3 separate regions of the Mus musculus genome follow, and regions 1 and 2 are each linked to region 3. The links are chromatin contacts, called in public Hi-C maps. All regions are on one chromosome and are shown on one strand. Each heading gives the region's core, a stretch centred on a gene start, on an enhancer-like site or on the middle of the called end of the contact. The rest is flanking DNA. Distances are from core to core; before and after follow the strand shown. Region 1 has its middle 8.5 kb from the start of Xcl1. Region 2 overlaps Gm39691 (a long non-coding RNA gene). Region 3 has its middle 120 kb from the start of Dpt.

What was found. Hi-C and Micro-C count contacts between places; a contact is called where the count stands out from the background.
Region 1: a contact with region 3 is called in a Hi-C map of cerebral cortex, with 2.4 times the contacts expected there. The contact joins two enhancer-like sites. A contact is called at or near these places in 8 of 39 promoter capture datasets (cranial neural crest, embryonic stem cells, liver and 3 more) and 1 of 484 Hi-C or Micro-C datasets (cerebral cortex).
Region 2: a Hi-C map of brain shows a contact between it and region 3, with 2.3 times the contacts expected there. The contact joins two enhancer-like sites. A contact is called at or near these places in 1 of 39 promoter capture datasets (the 3T3-L1 cell line), 1 of 15 datasets of contacts at CTCF or cohesin (the NIH/3T3 cell line), 6 of 484 Hi-C or Micro-C datasets (brain, cerebral cortex, cortical neurons and 2 more) and 1 of 115 datasets of contacts at active chromatin or transcription factors (neural progenitor cells).

The regions. Positions count from the first base shown.
Region 1 is chr1:164,925,390-164,928,742 of GRCm38.p6, reverse strand. No RefSeq gene overlaps it. Among named protein-coding and RNA genes, the nearest start is that of Xcl1, 8.5 kb to the left of the region's middle. Within about 2 kb of position 1,737, at least 15 of the 459 cell types and tissues checked have an H3K27ac peak or open chromatin away from gene starts, as enhancers often do. A contact at or near this core is called in cerebral cortex, where this site is marked.
Region 2 is chr1:164,473,816-164,477,574 of GRCm38.p6, reverse strand. Gm39691 (a long non-coding RNA gene) reads right to left here. Exons shown (of 2, transcript XR_865695.2): 2 at 3,455-3,759. Among named protein-coding and RNA genes, the nearest start is that of Gm39691, 2.2 kb to the right of the region's middle. Within about 2 kb of position 1,489, at least 6 of the 459 cell types and tissues checked have an H3K27ac peak or open chromatin away from gene starts, as enhancers often do. A contact at or near this core is called in brain and cerebral cortex, where this site is marked.
Region 3 is chr1:164,679,609-164,683,109 of GRCm38.p6, reverse strand. No RefSeq gene overlaps it. Among named protein-coding and RNA genes, the nearest start is that of Dpt, 120 kb to the left of the region's middle. Within about 2 kb of position 1,334, at least 25 of the 459 cell types and tissues checked have an H3K27ac peak or open chromatin away from gene starts, as enhancers often do. A contact at or near this core is called in brain and cerebral cortex, where this site is marked.

The sequences.
Region 1 (3,353 bases), core at 488-2,987, 250 kb before region 3:
ACGCGCGCGCACACACACACACACACACGTCTAATACATGCTCAATGCTTAATGGTTGAAAACCCACAAAGGAGGAAAGAGCTGAATCTTGGGATATGACTCCGATTTTATTACTGAGAAAATGACATAGGTAAGGTGTTTGATGAGTGCACCAAAATACACTCTTGGAAAGTTGATTTTTTTTTTAAAGGTTCTGTACAGAAGAGATGACATAAGAATTGTGCCTTTAAGCCAGAAAGTGAACTTGCCAGGAATAAATGATGGGGTGGGTATCTTTGCCAGAAGAACGGCAGTAAAGAAATTGAGGGAAACTGCTTCTGGGTGAGAGGGGTAGAGAGTGCAGAGAGGAAGGGTAGGTTGAGGTCAGATTTGAAAGGTCCTGAGGGATGGGGTGGGGGCGGGGGTGGGAACGGGGGGGGGCACAGGGGCAGGGGGAAAGGGGCTCAGAAGACAACATGATGCATCCAAGTTTAGAATAGTTGCTTAGAGCAGTAGTTCTCAACCTATGGGTCGCGACCCCAACGCCCCTTTCACAGGAGTCACCTAAGACCATCAGAAAACACAGATATTTACAATTTGATTCATAACAGTAGCAACATTTGCAGGCATGAAGGCTTTTTTTTCCCCCTTAATATCTTCTGGTTGCAGGGTCACTGCAAGATAAAGGGTCTCAGCATTAGGAGTTGTGAACTACTGACTTAGAAGAAGGTAGGAAATGGTTGAGAACAATGGGAACTGATAGTGCATTGGTCTGCACTGGAGTCAGGGAGAGGTTAGGGATATGTGCAAGGCAGCGATGGTCTGGCTACCTACTGAGGCCCTTTTGAGGTTTGCAGCTCGGGTGAGTGGTTAAGAAGCAGCACAGTTGATTGGTAAGATTTTGGTCTAATAATTTCTGCTATGAGTTCTGGTGAGCCCCTTGGAAACTATAATCACCAGGAAGAGGGAGACAAGAAAGGAGAGTGCTGTGGAGAAAAGCACTGTGTATTGTAGTGACAATTTTGGGATTTTGATTTCTTTAAAAACCACCGAAGTATTATGAGACTGCTTTCATTTTAATCCCAGATGTAGGGATTCGGGGCTGCCTTGGACTGTCCGGAGCTGACTGTGATTTGCCTTGTGCTCTAGCAGAGGTGTGGTTTTGCCAGCTGCAGAGAGTTTCTGTGATAGCATGACAAGTGGAATTCTGGGGACTTTTCAGAGGGTGTTTAAATGGTATGGCCCCAGGAGGTGGTGGTTCTTGGTCATTTAGGGAGGTTGGTTGCAGTTTGTTAGTAGCTGTGGTTAAAGAAGAAACAAAAGGAAAGGAATCAGATTCAGGGATTTTCCTAATTCCTCCCTCCCCTCTATCCTTGTTTCTTTCGTATCTAGTGTTAGGGAGTAAAATGTGTGTGTGTGTGGGGGGGGGAGGTAGATAAAGGATGGGAAAAAGAAGAACCCATAAAGTAGGCGAAGTCCAGCTACACTGTATCAGCTTGATATGCACGCAATCCAGACAAAGCCCAAGCTACATTTTTTTTTTAATTTCCCTATGACAGGCAATCCTTTTTTAGATGAACGGGCAAAAAAAAAAAAAAAAAAAAAAAAAAAAAAAAAAAAGAAAAAGAAAAAGAAAAAGAAAAAAAAAAAGACTGAATATCTGTGAAACTCTTGATGCTCTTTGGGGGTTGGGAGACAGGGACATACAAATGAAAAATGTATCCACTGGTGAGTCACCGGCACTATTTTAGAAGGGATTTGTCACACAGCAGTGGGAGGCAGACAGGAGCCAAGAGATGAATCTGTAATGAGAGAAAAGACAAATGAGGTGAAGGCAAAGGCTTGGGATGGGCATCTGGGACACAGGCGGGTGGGGGGATTGTAGGGAGGATGATGATGGGAAGGAGGGACCCCAGGACTTGAATCCCTCCCTTTGGTGGGAGCTAGTATACATTAGAATGGAGACTGGGAGACCTGAGGGTGAAAGGCAGGAGATGTGTCTTGATTTCCTGGCAAACCATGTTGCTCAGCATAATTACTGAGACTGAATAATCACCCTTCTCTTTGACTCTGATCTGCCCTCCATGGGCTCATTATGGAAGACTTGGTGCCAGCTGGTAGGTTTTGGGGATGTGATTGAATACATAGGGTTCTGACCTAACGAATGGATTAACTCCTTGATGAACTCATCCTATTCTGACATTGGGAAGTGTTTAAAACTAGAAAGATGCATCTTGTGGCCTGACCCTCGTTTCTGCTTCCTTCTGGATCACCACAATGTGATCGGCTCTGTCACACACTCTAATCCCATAATAACTGTCCTACCTCAGATGCCAGGTAATGGAGCCGATGAGCCATGTACTGCGACCATGAAACAAAAATGCTCTTCTTTCTTTAAGTTATTTCAAATAGTTGGTCTTCAGGATTAAAAAGAATAAAAGTAGCATATTCCTGAAGTTTGGGGCGTTGCTCAGGAAGTTTGTTTTTTTGTCAAGATGGCGAAGAGAAGTTTCACATTGTAACATGAAGAAATAAAGATCCCACGGCCAGAGTGAGGTGATAGTCTCACTAAATGTGGTGGGAAGGAAGAGTGGAGCCCTCTCTCTGAATAGATTGAATGGAGGGTGTGGGTAAAGGAGAGGTGAAAGGAGAACTGGACAAATTATATCAGACTTCTCTCGACTTCCAGGCCTATTGTGTAGCAAATGTTTTATCCTGCCCTGAATTGTAGATGTTACTGGAAGTTCTTGGTTTAGGAATCTATACTTACAACAAGGCCTTCCCGTGGTCTCTGCTCAATTCTGTTGTTACATTAGAGATACAAAAAGGACTGCTGGTATGGCCTCCAATGAGTCCTTTAGATAGTAGCTGTGTATGGACACAGATCTAAGAGCAGAAAAGGCAAAGGACACTGATAACCATATAGTAAGTGGAGTGGAGTAAGGGTGATTGTACATTTTTTAAAAGACTCTGACAGAGATGCTGCTCTCTAGTTTGGGAAGATTCATGTTGCAATGAAGGGCAACTTCATACAAGACCTATAGTGTTGGGCTTTGAGGTATATATCAGTGTACTTGTCAGGATTGCTGTTGCTACAGTGAAAAAGCATGACAAAAAGAAAGGGTTTATTTCCATGTTGTAGTATATCACTGAAGGAAGCTAGACAGGAACACAAACAGGGCAGGATCCTAGAGGCAGGAGCTGATGCAGAGGCCTTTGATGGATGCTGCTTACTGGCTTGCTCCTCATGGCTTGCTCAGCCTGTTTTCATATAGAACTCAGATCTAGCAGTCCAGGGATGACACCACCCACCATGGGCTGGGCCCTCCTCCATCAATCACTACTTAAGGCAATGCCCTACAGGCTTGCTTACA
Region 2 (3,759 bases), core at 240-2,739, 210 kb after region 3:
AAAAAGAAAAAAAGTAGTTTGCCCACCCCATGCTTTGGTTCACAGATACAGATGAAGGTGGGGGAAGGAAGGAAGCACAGCTTAAACTATTTTAAAGTATTACTCTTTATTTATGGGCCTTTAACAAGTAACTACTAGGCTCTCCTAGACTAAAACTCTACTTACACGTAAAAGCAAAATGGAGTTAACACCACTTTTATAATTTTTACTTTAATAATGTCTTTTTTTTTTTTGCAGGGGTATAGGTTTGGTTTGGTTTTAGTTTTGGTTCTTGGGACACGTTCTTGCTGTGTAACTCAGGTTGGCCTCAGACTTGGAAGTCTTGTGTCTTTGAGTGCTGGGATTATAGGTATGTGCCACACAAGGCCAGACTTAATTTTCTTCATGTGTATGTGTGCACTGTGTGTATGTGTACACATGTTCACATGGGAGAGTGCACACGCGTGTGGAGAACTGAGGTTGACATGAAGAATCTCCTCACTCATTCCCCACTTGATTTTTTGAGGTGAGCTCTCACAGTTGAACCCAGAGTTTGCTGGTATGGGCAGTCCAGCTAGATAACTTGCTGTGGGCATCTCCCATCTCTAGAATTACACACGGCTGCTGTGCCCACCCAGCATTTATGGTAGTACTAGGGGTATGAACTCTGCTCTTCACACTTGCATGACAAGCGCTACCCACTGAACCATCTTTCCAAGTCTAGAGTATTAATTTTTAATCTAAAGGTAAGCTTCTGGATTGTTTTTTTTTCTCTATATTCAAGAAGCATCTCCAATTATATCTAGAAACTTCTTTTCACATAAGGAAATGCCACTGAGTGTGCCCAATGTTGTGTTGAAGAAAGATGAACACGCAGGAGGATAGGGGTTGGGCATGGCCAAGAGAGTGCTTAAGGGTTAGGGATAGGTAAAGCAAGAACAGGCTATGACTGTGAGTTGGGGAAGAGCCACAGAGAATTTGGCCACTCAACAGAAGTTAGGGAATACTGAATGAAAACTGTGAAGACGAACAGCAATCTTTCTTTCTCCTCAGAGTCCAAGGCCAGAAGCTAAGAGGGAGCTTAGCCCCTTAGAGGAGCAGAAAGATCTTTAGTGTGACTATAGTCCACTTGGACAGTGAAGGGGAAACCTACTCTCTCTGGATGGTTGAGTTTCTGGGAACTGGTGAAGTGGGTCCAGTGTGGTGTGTTGGAGGGCCAGAAGACCCTCTGCAAAGCATTCCCTTTTCAACATGTCCTTTGGCTCGGTTATTTTCATATGTAGGAGGAATCATATGTCTTCAGAGAACAGACGTTTCCTGGAATTTAACTACTCAAATAACCAAGGCTTTAGTTCAGTGTGCCTGAAGCCTAAATGGACACAGGGCAACTGGACAACAGCTCATCTTTAGCAAACCCTGAGGTCGCCGGCTTCTGAAACAGTGTGAGTTGTTCATGGCAAGGGACCACAGAGGATCTACAGCAGAAAGGATCATGTCTCTCAGCGTTGCCATGGGGACTGCTGGCTGGGTTAACTGAATGCTCTGTGGAGATGGATTCTTCTTTTAAAGAGAAAATAGCTTCTATATTCCAAAGACTAGATGGTGGAGCAGGTAAGTAGAAAGTCTAGGAGGGCAAGAAGTGTGGAGCAGTTGAGAGTCTGCAGGAGCAGCCTCCAGTTAGGAAACTGGAGTTGTTAACCCACCCACAAGGATGAGATCTCCACCAGAGGAGGTGGGCTTTTCTCAGTTAACATCTGTATACACAGAAGAGTAGACATGAGATTTGTAAGGCTCATGTTTAATTCCATCAACTGCAGCCTTTAAATAACTCTGAGCCCCCTCACATGTCTCAAGGGTCAGGAACAAGCCAGAGGAAGGGAGACCCAAGAAGCACTCCTTTCGAAGGTGTTAAAGGCACTCAAACAAAGCCACTTGCAGCAGTGTGTGAACATGTGTGAAAAACTTTCCATGAGAAGTTATAAAGACACCTAGGCCTACATCCCTGGGCTTGCCTGCTGGCTGTCTTGCTGTTAGGACTTCAGACCTTATCACCAAATCTCTATAAAACAAATATCCATGTACATTCCATCAATAGTTAAGAGAAAATGCCTTTGATGTTTGCAGAGGTAGCTATCTCATCACCCACATGACACCGAACGGATCTAGACTATTGGGAGATAGTAGCTCAGCCCTGACATCTGCCCAAGGGAGCAAGTGTTTTAGGAGTTCTATGAACTATCATGCCCATCCAATCTGCCATCTGTCACTGGTTTACCATCACATGCTTGGTCAATGACTTCCCAAGTCTGTGCCATCTGTGAAATGTGGATAAGAGTACACCACATCCGCTGTCTATCCTTTGTCCACATCTCTCTCTCACCCTCCCTCTTTCTCTCTCTCTATCCCTTCTGTCTTCTCCTCCTCCTCCTCCTCCTCCTCTTCTTCCTTCTCTTCTTCTCCTTCTTCCTCTTCTTCTTTCTCCCTAAATCAGAGAAACAGTAAGTCTGTAAAGTGCTTTGAGCTCCTTGGAGATAGAAGCTCTATAAATATAAGCTGTTATCACTGTCACCATGGAAACACACAGAGCGAACTGTGCTGCATTCCGACGTGTGCTCAGCATAATTGTGACCTTCTTGCCTGCCGGCTGTTGATCATCAGTGCTTCTGTAGAGCTGTGTGTCCAGGTAGAGGTGGGCACCCCAGATTGACCTTGTTTCCTCATCAATTCTTCTTCACACCACTTTTAAAAAGAGATATTATCTATCTGTTTGCTAAGTAATAATCTAGGGCTGGTGGAAGGATGCAATTTATGACTGGCTTAATTTGCAGTGGACCCACCCTAGGACCTGAGTTAGAAACCAGGCTTGACAGAGAGCAATTCCAATGAGCTTCAGACATAATATTCTATTAGCATTTCCTAAAGCTGTCTCAACCCGACTCCTTGACTTCAGCACTAAGGTTATAGAACCTTGGCAGTGAAGAGGATTACAAGCCTGCATCTTTATGCCTGGGATTGGACCCTGGAAAGCAGAACTATGCCACTTGCCAACACCACTGTCTTACTGGGCCTAGCACAGTGCCTGCCATGTAGCCGATGTTTTGCAGAGGTTTGCCAACAAAGTAAATATTGGAACGAATAAGTGGCCATCCTTTCCCGTTACATAGCTGAAAGTGGAGCTGAGTACGACAAATGCATCCAAGTGTTATGTGGGACTAAAAGGCCTGGAGTACATCATCTCTTCTTGAGGCTTATCTGACTCCCCACCCCGCTATCAAAAACAGGAACACACACACACACACACACACACACACACACACACACACACACACACTTCTAGTATCATGAGCTAGCTGTCCTGGGAAAGCCAAAAGCCTCATACAGAATGATTTAAAATACCAGTTTCACCCTGGCCCCAGCTCAGGGCTGGCTTCCCAAGGGTGTAACCTGTGGCGTTACACATTCACAGCACACAGAACACCTCCAGGTTCTGTTTAATGCTAGGTTATCATCCTCTTGGGCTTTAAAATTATATATAACAAGTGCCTCACATTTCCATTTTGCACCACGTAGTAGGGTTTGCTTGGCTGGCTGTGGTCCTTGAGCCGTTTTTCTTCCTTCACATCCTGTCATCCCTCTTCGTGAGGAAAGGGAATCCCACCATCTTATTCTGCTGGGATGGAAACATCTCCCAGGCCTGTGGACTAAGCTCTAGTGAATGCATTATTCAGCACAGGTAGCTTTCTTCACACAAAGGGGCAAGCTAATACCGTGGAAGGAGTG
Region 3 (3,501 bases), core at 85-2,584:
GATAAGCTTTGGCCAATGTTGTTCCTTCACTTGGAGATAAGTGTCTGCCCTCTTCAGTCTACTTAGCTCCTCGTTGATGCCCATTGGCAGGGTCCCCGGCTTGTTGCAGTTTCTCTTCTTAGGTCTGTTCTTTCTTGGAAACACCCCTTCTAAGAGAACTGGCACCACAGATTTCCTACATGGGCATTTATTAGTCTCACTTGCAGGCTCCTGGGATCTAGAGCTTTGCAATAAATCTCTATTCTATTCCCCATGTGCCCAGCACGGTGCCCAAACCACATTTGTTGACAAAATCTGTTCTACTCCCAAGGGGGGAAAGAGGAAGGCTGAGTGATAGGAAATATTGGATCCTGTGGTCAGTGTACAGGTCAGGGTACTAGTTATAGTTTTGTATGACTTCCTCCATACAAGAGTGCCAAGCCCAGTACAAAACCCTCAAGCCCACACGAATGTCATTCTGTTCCCAGTGCTTTGGTCTAAAGTTAGGCAGCATGCTAGAAATGACGTAATAGTCATATCCTATTCAAATACACTGAGGACTTTCAACAATGACTCTATATTCCAGGAAAAACATTAATAGGATTTGGAACCAGAAGAGCGGGTCTCAGTTTCTCGCCCACACTGTCTTTCCTAGACAAGAGGTAATAGACAACGGACCCGTGCTTAGATACCTAACTTCTTCACTTGTACAAACAGGGTATTCAGATCACATTAGCTGGCAGAATTAGTGTGTTTTGGAAAATACATTCTGTTGTACAAACCGTAGACAACACCATGAGTTAATTCTTTCTACTAAATAAATCCCCAAATGCCTTCCCTTTAATCTCCTAAACCTATTTTCATTCCCATTTCCCTAGGTTAAGGCAAGGTCTCTAAATTCTCTTAACTCCAATTAAATTAAGGGAGCCAATTTTCACAACCGATTTCATCTTAGGTTTTGTTCCTGCTGCTATGCATGATTTCTTTGCAACTCAACGTTTACTATTCCCATCATAGTATATGTAATGTATGATATAATGGCATTTTAGATTTGCATAGCAAATTTGCATAGCAGCTATAGTATATAAACCCCTCTCTCCTTACCAGAAGCAGCAAGTCCCACCTGTCCCATCAGTCACTACCTGAAATGTGAAACTCCAGGCAGGCTGCTGCTGAAACTGAAAAGAATTGGACATTGAAGTAATATACTATGAAGACAACGTGTGGTATCCAACAGCTCCTCCTACTTCCTCCCCATGTTCTTGGCAACAGCCAAGAAACATGTTCCCAGGCAGCAAGATGAAGCTGCCTCCAAAAGGTTACCCTAGAACAGTGTCTGCCTCTCAGGATCGGGCATGTCACGTCCGCATTCTACAGTGATGTGAGTTTTGGCACAGCACAGAAGAGGCTTCTGAGAGGAAGGAAATGGTGCCCTGGTGTTCAGCAGCCTCTGGGGTGCTACTTGGCACGCTCTTCAGAAGTCAATCTCTCCTAGAAGATTCTTTAACTCCCTCAGGTCACAGTGAACTTGTGCATAATGCTTTGATCCTTATTATCTTTTTAGAAAAGGGAGGCCACCATGCTTAACACACTGGCATTTTCTTGTGCCTATAGAATATGCATGATTGTGTTCAATGAGCAGGCACAACGAATATACTTAAAGCCATCTATACAAATAGCCTGCAACAGCTCAAATCTGTTTCCAAGAGTCTAATTCACACCTAGATCTTTAGGAGAATTTGAATTTCATATTGTTCGAGTATCTAGCCCATTCCAATCTCATCCTACCTCAGGAATATTAATAACTCAGGTACTTGTTTGCTAGATCTATGTATGATAACAATTGTATCTTCACTTACTTTCTAGATTATTTATAAGCATTTACTGTGGGTGACCATCATCCAGAAAGTCTTCTACTGGGAATGACATTGTCATCAGTGTTCAACTCTAGATGGTAATTGATGGAAAGTGGGAAGGAAATGGGTCCAACAGATGTTAAGAAGTCCATTAGTCTGTGCATTTGTGGTAAGCCTTTGTGTTCCAGAGTCAGCCTAGACGCTGTACCTCAGCCTTGCCATTTTCTGGCTTTATGATTTTGAGAAACATAAAATCTCTGAACATTAATGTATTCATCTGTACAATGAGAGTGACACAGGTGCTCCCCTCATTACTAAGAGACCTAAGATTCAGTCAATGCTTGACTGATCCAAAGAAGAACTTAGAAAATACCACAGAGGGTATTCAATGGACAGGGGTGGGGGGTGTAACCTTTGTCGTGTCACTTACCCATTAAACATGTGCTTGCAAAGTGTCAGGCATTGAATTCAATAAGAAGACATTAAAATATAAATAATCTCCAGTTTCAGGCCTCTGGATATCTTAGTATTTAGAGTGGTCAGTGAGGAGGTGAGGACCTAAAGAGGCCAGTGCAACACAGCAATGGTCCAGCAGATAATGTGGGCACAGCACCATCTGTGGCCACAGAGGAGTTTCCTTGACAAGTTGAAGTCTAAGATACTTAGGAAGAGGGATGTCAGAACTGGATGACAAGGAGGGTATAGTAGAGGTATGTTGGGAAATGTGACAGACAGGCATGTATCACAAACATGGAGAATTTAAAGTATTTGTACAACTGCAGTTATGATATCAGTGGCAGGAAAGAAGAAAGGCTGCATGTTCTATCATGATAGCATATTCTAAGGTCGTTGAATTTTCAAAAAGCTGCTAATACTCCAAATTTCTCTTAGTCATAAGACCATATTGTAAGTCTCTATGGTAACCACTGAAAGAATATTTAAAAGTGAATAATGAAGGAAAGTTACAAATAATAAAGATGTTTATTAACAAAAAAACAAGGAATAATAAAAATAAGCAAATAAGCATTTAAAATAGAAAAATGCATGTATTAAGATGAGAAATTGTACCCGTTACACTAAATGTGCATAGATTAATACGTGAATTAAAAAATAAAATGTATCACAAGGGATGGAAGAAGCATACACTACACTCTTTATAAAATGCATGTTTTAAATATAAAAACCTAGAGAGACTAAAAGTGAATGGATGAAAAATAATGTGACTTGGAATACTGAGTGAGTAAAATCACTTAGATGAGAATGACTTTAAGAAAAGTAGTGCTCACATCTAAATCATTTAAAATGCGTGATAAGCAGCTTTAAGACATAGATACAGACATGGAGACATAGAGATGTGTCCAAAAAGATATCTATATCTATAGTAGAATTACAACTATACATGTCTATATAGATCTCGATCTAGATGATAATACTCTACATTATTAGTATACATATTGTTAATACATACACATAAAATCTAATCAAAATGTATTACATTTTGTGTTAGTTTATAAACAATGTCTAAGCAAATTCCAAATTGTATTATTTCAAAGTATATATGTCAAACCATAGTGGATTTAGGTGAAAATAATAGTACAGATATTTTTTAGAAGTTTCTCAGATTTATAGGAATTTATCAGTATTCCCTCAAACAACCACTAGTTCA